Linked DNA regions of Sus scrofa: region 1 is linked to region 2. Evidence: chromatin contacts called from public Hi-C data. All regions are on one chromosome and are shown on one strand. Each heading gives the region's core, a stretch centred on a gene start, on an enhancer-like site or on the middle of the called end of the contact. The rest is flanking DNA. Distances are from core to core; before and after follow the strand shown. Region 1 holds the start of TST (thiosulfate sulfurtransferase). Region 2 holds the start of C1QTNF6 (C1q and TNF related 6).

Evidence for each region. Hi-C and Micro-C count contacts between places; a contact is called where the count stands out from the background.
Region 1: a contact with region 2 is called in a Hi-C map of liver, with 4 times the contacts expected there. The contact joins the promoter of TST here to the promoter of C1QTNF6 in region 2. A contact is called at or near these places in 1 of 5 promoter capture datasets (liver) and 5 of 47 Hi-C or Micro-C datasets (heart right ventricle, liver and skeletal muscle).

Annotation. Positions count from the first base shown.
Region 1 is chr5:10,747,731-10,751,084 of Sscrofa11.1, reverse strand. It overlaps TST (thiosulfate sulfurtransferase), which reads right to left and starts at 1,821. Exons shown (of 3, transcript XM_005663810.2): 1 at 1,472-1,821; 2 at 1-336. The coding sequence starts at 315. MPST (3-mercaptopyruvate sulfurtransferase) reads left to right here and starts at 1,259. Exons shown (of 3, transcript XM_021091532.1): 1 at 1,259-1,347; 2 at 2,816-3,354. MIR9819 (microRNA 9819) reads left to right here and starts at 1,475; the gene lies at 1,475-1,572.
Region 2 is chr5:10,600,554-10,604,094 of Sscrofa11.1, reverse strand. It overlaps C1QTNF6 (C1q and TNF related 6), which reads right to left and starts at 2,226. Exons shown (of 3, transcript NM_001142830.1): 1 at 2,155-2,226.

The DNA.
Region 1 (3,354 bases), core at 572-3,071, 150 kb before region 2:
GCCCAGGTTATCACCATCATACACCACCACGTGCGTGTTGTTGCTGATGCCCAGGCGGCCCACGTAGTCAGCGAAGCCCGCCTCGGTGGGCAGCATCATCTCGTAGGGTGACTCTCTGTTCCGGCACTCCTCTATGTCAAAGAAGGACGCGCCGGGCACATGGCGCTCTAGGTATTCCTTGCGAGCATCGCGGGTGCCCGGCGAGTACCAGGAGGCGTCCAGCACTCGCAGGCTTGGCCCCAGCTTGCCAGTCCGGACAGACTCCGCCAGCCACTTGGTGGAGACCAGCGCCCGGTAGAGCACCTGCTGAACCATGGTTTCAGCTCTGCGTGTCACCTGGCGCGGGTGGGAATCAGGAAAGAGACCGGTATGAGGACCGTGGGAGCAGTGGGGTAGGGCCTGGGAGGATGAGCTTTGCCCCGCTGCACTCCCCCGGGGTGTCGTGTTTACAGCAAGCCGGCAGGGCTGCTGGCGTGCGGTGGGGTTAGGGTTGTAGGTTCCCTAAGGAAAGCCTGTTTCCGCGTCTCCTTGCGCCCCCTCCCGCGCAGAAAGAGGTGGGGCGAGAGCTTCTAAGGGAGGGTGTCTGGCCCTACAAGCTGCAATCCTCGCCCTCAAGATCTTGTTTGAAGGTGCCCAGGTTGACGGGAGAAGGCATCCTGGGCTTAAAGCCCCCTTCCTGGGACTGCAGGAGAGTGGCTGCATGGGGACGGTTCGCTGGAGCCCTGCACGCACCCGCGCCTCGCGTCTAGCAAACCTTCCTGCGGCCTCTCAGCAACATGGGCTCGCCCGCCTCCCGAACGCCCCAGTCCAGCCCGGCCCGGTGCCCTCTGCCCCGGTTGGGGCCAGGGTGCTTGGGGCAGACCGCCCCACTCTCCCCACCGGGACCCTCCCCTGGGTGGCAGGTGGTCCGGCCGGCGGCCCAACTCCGGGCGGCCCGGGCGTCTGCTGCCGCCCCACCCCGCCGCACTCACTCGCCCTCGCCGCCGCCCTGGCGCTCGCCCCTGCCCGCTGGAGAAGTTGGCAGGTTCAAACCCGGAGCCCTCAACTCCCCGGCCGGCCCACTCCATTGCGCCTCCACGCAGGGGGGATCGTGCGCCCCTCGCCCAGCTCCGCGCTCCCGCCGCGGCGCCGCGTCCGTCCCCCGGCCACCCGCCCGGCTCGCAGCGCCTCTTAGATGCTCCAGGATCCGCCGCGGGCGGTGGGCGGCGCGGAAGGGGCGTGGGGCAGGGCTCGGCGGCTCGGGCCTCCCCCGCTCCCGCCTGGCCAGTGGAAGGCGCCGGCAGCCCGGGCTCCGAGTGGCCGCAGCAGTGGGCTGTGCCGTTGTCTCCTCCCTTTGGCCGGCAGCAGGTTGGTGACGGGAGGAGGGGACAGCTGCGGGCGCGGGGAGGGGGCGCTCTGCGCCGGGCAATGGCCGAGCCCGGAAGCCAGGATCCCGAGATTCGGGTGACTGCGGGGGCGGCGTGGCGCTTGCCTTTCTTTAGAGGGAGCTCGATCGTCCGGATGCTCAGCCTGGGACGTCCCCCCGCCGCCCCGGGGCCAGAGCAGAGCTGGGGGCTGCAGCCTAGCAGGGAAGGCGCGGCCCTGGCTTCACCCTCAGGATGGCTGTCCGCAGCAGCTGGGGGAGGCCGGCAGAATGGGGTCGGGCTGAGTGGCCGCGGGAGGGGGACCTGTGGAGGATGGTGTCACCTGGTGCCACCAGAGAGGGTAGGAGGGAGGGAGTAGGGCTCATAAAGCCGGAGAAGCCTGGGAGAGGAGGCCAGCTGACCCAGAGGCTCCGGGGAGGACAAACTGGCAAAGAACTTGCTGGAGCGAAAGGAAACTAACATTTGTCAAGGCCTGCTTGGTGAGGAACTCCGCAGGGTGCTCCTCCCCCGGGTGTCACTTCCCACAACAACCCTGCGGGTGTCACTTCCCACAACAGCCCTGCGGAGTAGGTCAGAAACTTAATTTAAACACCAAAGAGAGAGAACCAGCGGGTTGCCCAGGGGCACACGAGGTGAGGCGGAGACCAGGCTATCGTTAATCTTGGATCTTAAGCTCAGGAGGCTAGGGCTGCTTTTTTTTTTTTTTTTTTTTTTTTTTTTTTGTCTTTTTGCCATTTCTTGGGGCGCTCCCGTGGCATATGGAGGTTCTCAGGCTAGGGGTCCAATCGAAGCTATAGCCACCGGTCTACGCCAGAGCCACAGCAACGCCAGATCTTTAACCCACTGAGCGAGGCCAGGGATCGAACCCGCAACCTCATGGTTTCTAGTCGGATTCGTTAACCACAGAGCCACGACGGAACTCCTAGGGCTGCTTTTGTGTATCTTGCTCATCCCGGAAGCCTTATGCTTAAAACAAACAAACAAACAAACAAACAGAACACAAAAAAACAAAAAACCTGCATTTGTATTCAATCTTTACGTAAATTAATGTTTTTAGCATGGGTGTGTTAACTGCTGGAACACCACTGCCCCTGACTTTTTTTCTTTCTTTCTTTTTCTTTTTTTTTTTTTTGGTTTCTTAGCCAAAAAGCAGCATATGGAAGTTCCCAGGCTAGGGGTCTAATTGGAGCTGTGATTTGACCTATGCCACAGCCACAGCAACTCAAGATCCGAGCAGAAGCTGCGACCTACACCACAGCGCATGGCAATGCCAGATCCTTAACCCGCTGATCAAGGCCAGGGGTGGAACCTGCAGCCTCAAGGATACTTGTCAGGTTCCTTAAGGCTGAGCCACAAAGGGAATTCCTGCCCCTGACTTTTGCATATGCTGTTACATGTGCCTGGAATACTTTTCTCATCTCCCTTTTATTTTCTTTCTTTTTTTTTTTCAGCCTTCTGGTGGCATATGAAGTTCCCCTGGCCAGGGATCAGATCCAAGCCACAGTTGCAACCTAAGCTGCAGCTGTGGCCCCAGCGGATCCCTAACCCACTGTGCTGGCCTGGGGATGGAACCTGCCTCCTAGCACTCCCAAGACACCACCGATTCCATTGTGCCACAGTGGGAACTCCTCTCATCCCCCTTTGAAACATTCTTTTCATTCTGAGGCAATTATATTCTCACCAAAAGTGGCAAAAATTGGTCCTTCGCCAGGTCATCCTCTGAGCTTTGTGCTTTGCAGTTGGGGGAGAGAGTGTGCTGGGGAGGCCCTTGGAGAAGGGCCGGTCTGACTGGAGCCCTGTTCTTCCTGGGCCCACCCCAGACAGCAGGCCGGGGCTCACACTTCCTCTAGTATAGTTTGTATACACTCCGAAGATGGGTCTGGGGCTGTCCCGTTTGTCTTGGCGTCCTTAACCCCCGCGAGCAGTCCCACCTACAGCCGTCCAGGCCTGCCAAGCACACTGGGACCTGGTCCCCGCCCTTCAGTGACAC
Region 2 (3,541 bases), core at 977-3,476:
TTGCCATGGACTCCACCATCATTGCAGTGCAAAGCTGAAGAGGGCACCCCTTGGGACAGACGTATTAGAAAGGAAGATAAAAGAAGTCCCTGCAGGAATGCAACACTGAAGGTGCATAGCTGATGTCAGCCCACCTCCTCGCTCAGCATCTTTGCACAGTCAACAACCTGAACAACTCAACCTCACCCAAGATGCCCGGCAGGGAAGGGGCAGGAGAGAATTCATTGGAAGATGCTTGTGTCAATCATCATAGACCTGCCAATCAGCTGCCAAGGTGGTCAATTGAAACTAAGGGGCAGGACCCAGGAGGTCTGGAAAATCCAAAAGGTATGGGAAAGTCCAAGAGTTTGTGAGGATCCGTCTTTGGCCCTGGCAAAGAAGGGATTCAGAGTTCCAGGAGGGGGACAGGAAGTAGCCTGGACAGCAGCAACTGGAGGCAGGCCAGGGCTGGGTGGGCAGGAAGCGGGGCAGAGAGCCTTTGAGGTGGTGGCAGTCTTTGAGGGCTGGCACCTAGTTATCGCAGGATCAGAAACTCAGCTTTTGAAACCAGACTGGTTTTTACACTTCTGGCATTTTTCTTTGTTTATTTCCTTTCTGTTCTCCTTTAACATTTAGTACAATTCAAAAATATTTTTTTGTGGTTAATATGTGTAGAGAAGGTAAAATGAAGATTTTTTTTTTTTTAAATACCATTCTATCCTAACCTGAGCACTGTAGTAAGAGCTGGGTTTTAAAGGGGCAGGAGCCCTCCCCTCAACACCCCCCTCCCCCCTCCCTGGGGCTGGGAAGTGGCAAGATGGGGAGGGGTGGGTGGGTAGGGAGTCTCCGGAGCCACCACCCCTCTCCTGGAGGTGACACTTCCCAAGCTCCCCTCTGCCCCTGCCTCTGCTACCCCACCCCCATCTGGCTTTCTGATTCTGCTCCACAAGCCAGGTCCAATCCTGCTGGAGATGATCGCCCTTATCTTTTATTTGTAAATTACACATCCCAATGGTTTGTGTGATGCTTTGTTTGTTTGTTTGTTTTAGCACCCATGGCCGAGCACGTGGAGCTTCCCAGACCAGGGGTCGAATCAGAGCTGTAGCCACTAGCCTATACCACAGCCACAGGAACGCCAGATCCGAGACTCATCTGTGACCTACACCCCAGCTCACGGCCATGCCAGATCCTTAACCCGCGGAGCAAGACCAGGGATCGAACCTGGGTCCTCAAGGATACGTGTCAGATTCATTTCCGCTGAGCCATGATGGGAAGTCCCCAAACGGTTTTGAGAAGCGCAAAATCCCCTCTTTTTTTTTTTTTTTTTTTTCTGGCCATAGACATGAACTCATAGGAAAAGGTAAGCCTTGAGAGTCAGATCTGAGATCCCCAGAAGAGTTTACAAGCTGTGTGACCTAGGGCTAGTGGCTTAACCTCTCTGAGCTTCCTGCTCCATGACATTTACAAGGAGGAAACAACTTTCTCTCCCAACCAGGTTGTTTGGGAGGATTTAACTGCGGGGAAAGTGCCTGGCTTGTAAAAGAATCTTAGTAAAAAGTCAGTTCCTTTCTCCACTGCCCACCATGACCTCTTCCCAGGGACATGGGACAGGAAGAGGGGAATTTCTCCCACAGGACTGGCATGGTTTGGGGACATTTTTGTTGGCCCAGCCAGCTGGGGACTCAAAAGATCTGTGACACAGAACTGTGACCTGGGGTGGGGGAAGGGGGAGAGGCAGGAAGCAGGAAGCAAAGTAGCCTTTAACAAAAGTAGCAATAACCACAATCAGTCATTGATTGGCTCCGGTCCAGTCCTCCAGTCCGGGTCCCGGGATGCTGGCAGGCTGGGATCAAGTGTGATGGGACCATGCCAAGGTGGCGGGGGCCGGGGGGGAGGATTTGGGGGTCTCCCTCTTTGCAGTCTTGCTGAGCTGAGTGGGTGCATGTCCAGGCTGCGGTGGGCACAAGCCGGGTACCGCAGAGGGCAGCCCTGTCTCCGGTCACAGGAGGGAATGGGGTGGGGAGAGCCTAGCAGGGGCTGGCAGGGGTCAGAGAGAGAAAGCAGTGCCGCTAAGGATGTGTGTCCAGGAAGAGAGGAGAAAAGAGAGGAATTCCAGGCTCTGACCCCAAACCCCTCGGCCCTGCTGGAGGAAGCGCAGGCCCTCCCATCACTCACCCAGTGTCCTGCAGCCTTGAACTGCAGCTCATGGACCGCGGGCTTCTGGGCGGCCTCTGGTTCCTTGGTCCATGTCTGCGATAATAACTTGTTGCTGGCGCAGACCCCCAGGGCCGGCCGGCTGGCTGGCTGGCTGGCCGAGGAGGGAGGGAGGCAGAGCGGAGGGAGGCAGGGCGGGTGGGCGGGCGGGCGGAGGGAGCGGGCTGAGCTGGCTTTTCCCACCTCCCTCCTCCCTGCTCCCTCCCCTCCAGCCTCTGGGTTCTGCAGAGATAAAGGGAGCCCTGGATTTCCTTTGCTTAACCCTGCGGCAGTCCAAGAGGTTCTTGTTGAATTCAGAGACCCAGTGAGGTCCCAGCAGGAAGGGGTGTAAGGCCCCCCCCCGCTGTGCAGAGCTGGGAAATCTGAGGAAATTGAGACCGGGGTAGGGGAAGAGCAGGAGCCCCAAAAGTTGCTCAGGAAGGAGGAGCAGTGCTGGAAACCCAATGCTGGATGCTGCGGGGCTCCGGCCTTAGCTGAAGAGCTCATCAGTTCTGAGTCACCGAGGCAGGAGGCCCCGCGGAGAGGGCACGGGCACCAACCCAGTGGCCTCAGCTTGGAATCCTGGCACTGGCCCCACGGGCCAGTCCCTCCCCTGCCCGCAGCCCCTAGGCGTCTGTAAAACTCCACTCCCAGCCCCATCCACACCAGTCTCCAGGGAGGGTTTGCTGAATACATGTTCACTGAGTGTGGGTATCACCTCCTCGGGTATCTGGGGAGGGTGGCAGCCAGGTCAATCCCCCTACCCCCTATGGACACAAATGTCCTCCTCCTCTGCCTGGAATGTTGCCGTGATTGTCCATCTTCCTGGTTTTCCAGAGCCAATCTCCCTTGGAAATGCCACCCTGAGAAGTTCACAGGAGGGCAGCCTGTACAGAAAGCCCCTGGGCCCCAGGAGAGGTCCTGCCTCAGCTTCTTTAGGCTGCAGGTAATTTAGCAAAGGCTGCAGCCCTGGTTCCCTGGGGTCAGAGACCCCTGTGCAAAGACTGTCCCAAACGCCCCTCACCCTCCAGCCCCCTCTCATTCTATATTTGCTGAGCTCCCTGCCCGGGCCAGCCTTCATCTTTGCAGGGGCTTTCGGGACCCCCGAGGGTACTGATATCCAGCATTTCTACTCTTCTAACCCCAGCCTCGGGGGTAAGGGAGCTAGTGGCGGGAGCTGATGTGACCTGCCCAGGGTCACACAGTTAGGGAAGAGGCACCACAATCCTGTTCCATGTTCTCTGTCCCACTGGAGTTCCCATGATGGCACAGCTGGGCACAGCTGTGGGCAAAGGTTACAGTTGGGGGTCTGTCCCCTGGGCAGAGGGAAGTGGTGACATTCTCACCTTTGGGGGCCACAGGAGTACAG